Linked DNA regions of Rattus norvegicus: region 1 is linked to region 2. Evidence: chromatin contacts called from public Hi-C data. All regions are on one chromosome and are shown on one strand. Each heading gives the region's core, a stretch centred on a gene start, on an enhancer-like site or on the middle of the called end of the contact. The rest is flanking DNA. Distances are from core to core; before and after follow the strand shown.

Region 1 (4,861 bases), core at 1,952-4,451, 200 kb after region 2:
CACTTATACTCACATGTGCATGACCCCACAGACACTGTGTGTGTGTATGTATGAATATATACATATACATGTACATATATATACATATAGATATGTATATATATGTATATATATGCACAGATACATACATATACAGGCAAAAACATTTTTAATCTTTTTGAAAAACAAAAGCAGAGCCCAGATGAAGTGGGCAATGCATGCTAACTGCACACCACAGCTGTTTTCATATTAAGCCCACTCTCTCCTGAGGGGGCAACCACTACACATGGCTTATAGCCTGCTCCTCTCCACGCACCTGCATGCTGACACCTTTTTCTGCCATCATATTGGCTCTGACAATGAAAATAGAAACTCGGTGAGCCGAGCCTCACTCTCCAGTGGCTTCTGTTTGTCCCTCCAAGGCCGCTGAGATGCTCACCCAAAGACATCAGAATGAACACTTCCTCCTAAATCCGTATGTGGAGGGCCTCTGACAGGGACGTTTCCACACACAGCTCTCTAGGATGCCCAGGAGGGCATGCGGAATCCGCTGTCCCTGGGTGGTTCTCATTTCAGCACTGCACACTTCTCCACAAGGCTGCAGAGATCCAGAGCTCATTCTGAAGCTTGAGCCCAGGGCCCTCAGATGCCCATGCCTTTCCCTGCTCTGAGGTCCTGTGGTGCAGAAAGCCTTCCTGCAGGAGCAGCTGGGAACTGAGTGACTTGTGGAGGTGGAAAACTTACAATAATAAAAGAGCTGGGACCTGTGGGGCAGATCAGATGGGAAGGCACTTGATGAGTTTGATTCCCAGAGCCCAGGTAAAGGCAGGAGGTAAGAACTGACTCTACAATGTTGTTCTCTGACTTCTAGATTCACATTATGGTATACACACACACACGCACACACACACACACACACACACACACACCATGCACACACACACACCATGAATACACACACACACTATGTACACACACACAATATGAATATACACACACACCATGCACACACACACACACCAAGAATACATACACAAACACCATACACACACGTACACCATGAATACATACACCATGCACACATACACCATGCACATACACACATACCATGCACATACACACACACCATGCACATACACACATACCATGCACACACACGCACCACACACACACACACCATGCACACACATACATACACACACACCATGCACATACACACATACCATGCACATACACACATACCATGCACACACACGCACCATGCACATACACACATACCATGCACATACACACACACCATGCATATACAGACACCATGCACATAAACACACACCATGCACATAAACACACACACACACATACCATGCACATACACACACACCATGAATACATACACATATACCATGCACACACACACCATGAATACACATATACTCCATTCACACACACCATGCGCATACACATACACCATGCACACACACACATACACACACACCATGCACACACACACACCATGCATACACACAAACCATGAATACACATATACTCCATGCACACATACCATTCACACACACTGTGCACATACACATGCACATGCACACACACCATGCGTGCACACACACACCATGAATACACATTATACTCCATGCACACATGCCATGCACACACACACACTATGCACATACACACACACCATACACGCACACACACACCATGCACACACACACACACCATGCATGCACACACACACCATACACATAAACACACACACACACCATGCACGCACACACACACCATGCACGCACACACACACACCATGCACACACACACACACCATGCATGCACACACACACACCATGCATACACACACACCATGCACATACACACACACCATGCACATACATACAAACCATGCACACACACAGACACACACACACACACACACACACGCACACACACAAGCACCACAATAAATATGTAAATAAATAATGCAAACTGATCCTGAGAGGCTCCTGCTGAGACATAGGATTGGGACTGCCACAGAGCTGCTACCAGCCGACCCTACTTGACCCTGCTGCACCTGATGCCAATGTGTCCTCAGGCCCTGCTAACTGTCCCAGGGTCAGAAGCTCCAAGGCCACATGGCTGGGTTGCTCAAGAGCTATCAGAACCAGAGCAGTATTTAAATCTTTCCAAATTCTAAATGTGGGTCATTTTCTTCAAAACACAGACACACTGGGAGGTGGGAATAAAAGCCTGTGGGATGGCAGTGTGCCCGAGGCTGGAACTGCACGTGATTATGCCCCTGCCCGCCTGTCTAGTTAGGAGGAGACAGGGGCCACAGGGACAAGGCATTATGGTAATGGCCTCTTTGCTTAACATGGGCTGGCCGGGCTGCGCTTTAGGCACAAATGAGACTAATGAAGGGCACTCAGCTGAGAAGCACACAGGTTTTTCTCCCTGTTAAGGAGCTGAGAGAGAGTCATTAACTGCTCAGGGCTACTGGAAGGAAGGGGGAGGTCCCCAAACGCAGGAGGTTGCCCAGAGCCTATGACCTCATTCTGTCCCCATCTTTGTCTTTGCTGCTGCATCTGGGGAGTGAGAACCCTGTTTTCTCTAGCCCTGCAGGGCAGGAATAAGACTAAGGTGGGTGGGAGGCGGAATAATGATAATAATAAAAATATTCACACATTTAATGGCTTTACATATTATGCAAGTGATACATTATTATTGTTGTTGTTGTTGTTACTACTACTGCTGCTGCTGCTTCTACTACTACTACTACTACTCCTATTGTCCCTCAGATAGCCAAGGCTGCAGACCAGGTCTGGAGTGAACAGAGGAACTGTCCTTGGTGTGTGTGCTGGGCCAGGTTTGGCTGTTCTCATTGGTGTGTGTGCTGGGCCAATTCTTTTGCCAGTGCGCACTGACTTCTGATGCCATGGGCTATTTGCCCCACCTTGCATATCATGGTGCAGTCTTTGGACAGCGTGGGACCGGTTACCTATGCAACATCTCGCACCTGAAAGTCTCTGTCCAGGGTAACCAAGGTAGCCGGCCACTCAGCACAGCATATTTGGAAGGCCTGCTGAGCTGTCCCGTGTTGCAAGCTAAGCCACGTGGGATCTGGACATTTCAGTGCTAGGTCAAAGCTCAGAGTGCCTGCAAGACTCTGACTCCTAGGGAAGACAAGGTCTGGCCACCAATGAGAGAGAGAGTCTAGGCTGCTACTGGCTGTCTTCCACAGCCTTTCTGCTCAGTGTGTGGACCCAGGCCAGCTGTATGACACCACTCCACAGCTTGTTGGGCATGTTCTGACCTGCTGGGTTTGACCCTGAGCTTTGAGAAGCTGTCTCAGTGGCTTGGGAGCACTGACTATATGCTTCTCTGGCTCACTAGGTAGAAAGAACTGGGCCCCACAGGAGTCAAGACACAGAGTAAACGGAGTGTGACTTCACTTCCTGTCTCTCAGGGAGCTAAGGTCTTAAACCCACTGCTGGTGTGAGTGTACTCTCTCTCCGTAACACAAATGAGTGCCACATCCTGTGTCCTGTGTACCCTGATATGGCGAGTTTCGGAGGGCCAAAGGTGTCCATTTCTCAGAACCTGGATTGCCTAGATTGCAACTTACTGTTCATGAGAGCCCTGGGGGCTACAAGCAACAGAACCCCCAGCTTCGCACTGGAGCCTTGAACACATGAAGCTCACCGCTCTCTTAGATTACAGAGCCTGGAGCCTGTCTGTCTGGGCCTGGGTTGCCAACACCAGCAGGACAGATGCTCTCATCTCCATAGTACTTCTTGTTGGTGGCCCCGTGATCTGGAAGCCTGCTACCAGTGTTTTCCTGATATGAAGGCCAAGAACATGGCCTTTTACAGGAGAGCAAAATCTTTCTCATAAACGCCCATGACATCTATCTAAATCTTTGAGGCCACCACAGAGGAGTGTGGAGAGTTGAGACTGCGAGTGTCCCTTTGCCTTGAGCTGAAGAGGTTGGGAGAGGAGAAGCAGGGCTTTCTGATGTCCAGGTGGGTTCAGGCAGGCCTTCACCCTGGCTTCAACTGGAGGCGTATACTTAAACCCTCTCTTAAGAAGAAAAACCTTAAAGACAGTCAACACGGTGGGCACCAGGGACCTGGGTGGGACGCAGCAGGTGTGATGTAGGTGAGCAGTCTCCTTTAGTAAGTTGGAAAGTGCATGTGTCCTTATTTGGAGGTGTGAACCCGGGTTCTTTGTCCCCAAGGACTATAGTTTGAGTCTGAGACCCCTCCACAGGCTCAAGAATGTGTGAACTTGCTTCTCTGTGGTGCAGTTTGCGGTGATAGAGGTTGTGAAGGGACGTCACCTGGAGAAAGTGGCTGGTCAGGGGGCAGGTGGGAGGGTTTTAGTCCTGCTATTTCCTGCTAGACAGAGATGTAGGAGCGGAAGATATACAGTAAGCTCCCACCTCCACAGACCCAGCACGCATGCGCGTGTGGTGTCTGTGTGTCTCTCTGTGTAGGGTGTACATGTGTAGGGAGTGTTCGTGAATGTGTCTGTGTATCTGCTCAGGGCTGTGCATGTGTGTAGGGTGTGTGTCCATGTGTGTCTCTGTGTATGGGGTGTGCATGTACGCAGTGTGTCTGTCTGTCTGTATGTAGTGTGTTTTATGTATGTATGTATATGTATATATATGCATGTGTGTGTATATAGTTTGTATGTCTGTGTGTGGGATATGCATGTACGCATGTGTGTAGGGTGTGTGTTTGTGCAGTACATGTATAGGTGTGCTTTCTGGTTCTCGGCTATGTGTGTGCAGGTGTGGGTATGGTTGTACGCACATGCATGCACATTTAGAGACCAGACATCAGCCTCAAGAACTGTCCTCAGGAGTTGTCCCTTC
Region 2 (4,685 bases), core at 486-2,985:
ACTTGTAACTTCTTCAACAGCTGGTCGATCTGCACAGGACTACCAGCATCACTCAACACCTGCAGGATCTTCTGCTCCAGGTTGTCTCGGGGAGGAACACAGAGAAGAACTGAGTCAAGCCTAGTCCCCGGGGACACCCTGCATCCAAGCTTCCGGGCACAGGAGGGATCTCCGGAGAGACCCTAGAGCAGAGAAGGCACCCGTGACCTGGGCCAAGCAGACAGTAAGCGAGGATACCAGTCGGAGGCGAGGGTGTCAGTCAGGTGAACGCTGGCTCCACAGATAGATGTCTGGAGTGGTAAAGTCATATGCAGCCTGCCCTGTGTACTATGTGGAAGTCAAGCAGGTAGGAACCCTCAGCCCTCAGACGATGGAGCAAGAGGGAGAGGTGTGAAACCAAGTCTGGCCCTGAAGTCCCTCCGTGGTGTCTTGATGTCTCTCCCAGCCCGGCCAGGGACTCCCTTTCTCTCCAGCTCAGCACCCACATCTATGGTGTGGGTGTTCCCAGGTCAGGAGTCCAGCAGATAAGAGAAATGGGTCTCTCCTCCCATGCCTGATAGAGCAGGAGCCCCGGAAAACCCAGCTCAGTTCTTTTACCTGGGCCTTGAAGCCATCTTCCAGATGGCCACCAACTCCAGAAAGCTTGCCCCCAGATCCCTCCACCGGGAGCTTCGATGGGCCTCTGCTAGCCAACCAGCCTCCTCTGTGCCTAACCCCGAGGGTCCCCCAAGTCCCACCTCATGCTCCTTTCAGCAGGTTCGTCTGCTTGTCCGTGTGTCTGCCTTTAACTTTCTTTCTTTCCTCTCCTGACAAAGTCTTACCATATAGCTCAGGCTAGCTTGAAATTCACAGCAATCCTCCTGCTTCAGCCCCAGATCCACCCCCACTGCAGTGCTGGAATTAGAGGACTTAGCATCTCTATTCCTGGGTTGGCTTTGCCTTGCCTTGAGAAACCTTTGCTGGGGAGTGTGTCGTGTAGCAGGCTCCCCTCCCCTCCCCTCCCCCACTGACCCCTAAAGACACACAAGAGAGGCAAAGCCTTCCCCAAAGGGTGGGCTTGAAGGACTGGTTGCAGGGTCTGAAAGCGGGACGTTAGGAAGCAGAAGACTGGAGTTGGTAAGGCTGGACAGGTTAGTAGTGTTAGGAAACTACAGGAGTCAGGCGAGTTTTAGTTCCTGGTCTTCTTTGCCCAGGAAAGAAACTGGCACCTGGCCTGGCCCCTCCCTGATAGCTTATGAGCAGCAACTTCTAGTATGTTTCCAGGTCTGAAATAAGAAAGGATAACCCAGAAGGACCTAGACAAGCAGTAAATTAAATCCTGTCCACAGCATCGCAGCCTCACACAGCCCTGCACCCCGTAGCCTCCCATAGCCCAGAAGCCCCTAGATGGACTACATGATTGCAGCAAGGATTTGACTAGGGCAGGAGAAAAGCTTGACTACAAAATCAAAGTCACATCTTCCTATCAAAGCAAAGTCCTCTCTCGAGATGACAGTTCAGAGCCCCAGGCCTGTCACAGGCCTTGGTGACCTCATCTATGAGGTAAGAGGACATGAAGGATCTGGGGCACAGGATCCCTGAAGCAAGCTGACTTCTCTGTGGTGACCTCAGAGTCCTGCTGCCGTCTGGGCTAAGGAAACAGCCAGGAGCCGTAGAAACTTCACCCAGGACCCAAAGGTGGTGAAGGAAGAGTTTAACTTACCTCCCGTGCCCAGGTCCACAGAAGCCTCCGCCATGCTCCCAGCAGCCGTGGGGCACTTTTAGGGGTGGGGGTGGCAGGTCCCAGCACTGTGGCCAGGCCTGGGGCTCTGAGTCCACAAGAAAGAATGCTTGTTTGGACCTGCAGACACCAGCTGTTACCACCCCGGAAACTAATACCCATCTGGCTGCACCCCTTCCCCGCCCTCTGGCTTTCTGAAGAAACAGAAAATGAAACTTTGGTGTGATTCTCGAATGAAAGAATTGTCAAAATCAGGGTGGATGAGGAAGCTGGAGTTGGACAGACCATGTGACAGAAAAGAGCGGGGTCTTGGCCTCTGGGGTGGGACTGCCCACGGGAAGAGTGAGACCTGAAGAGGACTCTGAAAGCCCTGTGAGGAGGAAGATGGTGATCTAGGAAAAGGCACCCACGGTGCCTCTCCTGCCTGGTCTAGTACTGTCTACCCACATATGTTTTAGAAGAAGAGACAGACTCCTTTCACTTTCATAAATTCTCAGCGGCCCGAGAACAGTTCAGACACCTCTCTGTCCATATTACGGGAGAGGGGGATGGAGACTCACAGAGATGGCCTTGTGTTCACCACTCAGCCCATAATAATCCCTGAATCTGGGTCCCAGCTACAGGGTGGGGGGACCTGTCTGGTGTGCAGGTCCCTGGTGCACAGGGCGGGACAGGAACAGTCAATGGAGACCAGAAGGAGGTGATGTCTGCAAAGCAAGCAGCTGGCAGCAGGTCCCCAGTCAGCTTTACCTCTCGGAGCCTGAAAAGGTCACCAGGCAGGCCACCATCAGGCCAGATCCGCACAGCTTGGGAAAACTTTAACATTTCCAAGTGCTTTTTATGACTTCCAGGGAGGAAAAACAGTGCCTGCAGAACCAGCCAAGGAAAACAGAAACTGCACTGCCTGTGGCACCCAAAATAAATAAGGTGGCTTTTAAACAAGCTCTCAACCTGGCCTGTTGGGGGACATTGCCCCAGTTCCCTAGAGATGTCATTTTGGAGACTGACCACTAGGTGGTGCCTGCTCACCAACCGCCTGTTGCCCAGGGGGTCTTGCTTGATCCCTGGCCAAGGTGGCTTCAGACTTAACCGGGCTTCAGGACATGCCCGCTTTCCTCGCTTCTTTCTTGAGCATCCTTTACAGGTCTTCCCTTCTGTTCCTTACATTAGCAGACCTGGAAGGAGTCAGGGCCTCCTAGGTCAGCGGTTCTCAACTGTCCTAACTCTGCAACCTTTTAATACAGTTCCTCACGCTGTGGTGATTCCCCAGCCATAGGAATTACCTTCGTCAACACTTCCTGACTGGGATTTGGCTACTGTTATGTAACTGTAACGTAATGTAAAGATCTGTGCTTTCCAAGGGTCTTAGGCGACCCCTCTAAAAATGTCCCTCAACCCGCAGAGTACTCTATACATAATATATAAATCTTAAGACTATGAAAGATTTATTTATTGATTGATTTTAGGTATGTGAGGGCTCTATCTGCATATACCCTGCAGGCCAGAAGAGGGCATCAGATCCCATTACAGATGGTTGTGAGCCACCATGTGGTTGCTGGGAATTGAACTCAGGGCCTCTGGAAGAGGATTCAGTGCTCTTAACCTCTGAACTATCTCTCCAGCCCCAATAAATAAATCATAATTTGTTTTTCAAAAAATTTTTTCTTAAAAAAAGAAAAAAGAAAAGAAAAGATTCCAAGCTAATTTTCAACATTGGGCCTACCGTCAGCACCTGTGGCCGTAGACTAGACGGTGCAGATGTGCCTTTTTGTTATTGTTTTTGTTGTTGCTCTTGCTTGCAAATGGTTGGCAGGTACCCCAGACTTGGTGCTGTCAGTCACCCAGGTTCTTTTTATCCTGTCGCTCTGCCATTTATAGCCTGTTTGTGGGTTTGCCTTGAGTTTTAGAAAGGTTGCTGGAATTCTACCTATCACGAGTGCACTCCTCAAAGGAAGGAGGAGTAAAGGTTGGGGATGGGGATGGGGATGAGGGAAGGGGTGGGTAGCTTCATCTGTCAACTGAGGATTGCCCAGAGTGGATCGGTTGTGAACACACCATGAGAGAATATCGTGATTGCTGACTGATTCGAGAGAACACGGACCACTGTGGGCAGCACCATTCCTAGGCTCATTGTCCTGGGCCCCATATATCAAGAAGCTGGGTGAGCATGGGAGGGTAAATGGCATTCTACAAGGTCTCTGATTCAGCTTCTAAGGTCACTTCTCTCTGGGATGGGGCTGTGAAGTATAAGCTGAATAACTCGTGTGTGTGTGTGTGTGTGTGTGTGTGTGTGTGTGTGTGGTTTTCCCTGTATTACAGCACCAGAACTAAGTGAACACAGTAGATATCCCCCTTTGAAGAACACATCTCGCAGGCGGCCCATACTTTCCACTAGTATCCTATCAGACAGAGCTTAGTCTTAGGGTTCTGTCCCCCATGGAATGCTGGGGAAGGAGGTCTGTATACCTGATCACTGTGTACCCAGATAAAATTGGGGTTGCATCACTTCAGTTCAGTGATATCTACCACAGTAGAGGGGCTGGAGAGATGGCTCTGCGGTTAAGAGCACTGACTGCTCTTCCAGAGGTCCTGAGTTCAAATCCCAGCAACCACATGGGGGCTCACAACCATCTGTAATGAGATCTGATGCTCTTTTCTGGTGTGTCTGAAGACAGCTACAGTGTACTTATATACAACAAATAACTTTTTTTTAAAAAGGATACTGGCAGAGACCAAGGTGCCCTTACCAATTCAAAGCTCTCCCTCAAAGAGAGAGCAAGGACATGACTCTTTGTGTCTGGGTTTGAGACCATCTCCTGCCCACCCAGCGCCTCCTGGCCCTTTCTCTAGCAGATCCTGGGTGGGGTCTGATGAAGCCGTTTCCACAGCCTTGCATCCTGAGAGCCTCTGACAGTGTTCAAGGCTAATGGGGGCAGGGGGTGGGGAAGGAAGGAAGGAAGGAGCT

What was found. Hi-C and Micro-C count contacts between places; a contact is called where the count stands out from the background.
Region 1: a contact with region 2 is called in a Hi-C map of liver, with 2.8 times the contacts expected there. The contact joins the enhancer-like site here to the promoter of Zbp1 in region 2. A contact is called at or near these places in 2 of 12 Hi-C or Micro-C datasets (liver and mammary epithelial cells).

The regions. Positions count from the first base shown.
Region 1 is chr3:182,614,315-182,619,175 of GRCr8, forward strand. No RefSeq gene overlaps it. Among named protein-coding and RNA genes, the nearest start is that of Cimip1, 120 kb to the right of the region's middle. Within about 2 kb of position 3,202, at least 14 of the 93 cell types and tissues checked have an H3K27ac peak or open chromatin away from gene starts, as enhancers often do. A contact at or near this core is called in liver, where this site is marked.
Region 2 is chr3:182,420,282-182,424,966 of GRCr8, forward strand. It overlaps Zbp1 (Z-DNA binding protein 1), which reads right to left and starts at 1,736. Exons shown (of 8, transcript NM_133564.1): 1 at 1,703-1,736; 2 at 1-85. The coding sequence starts at 1,736.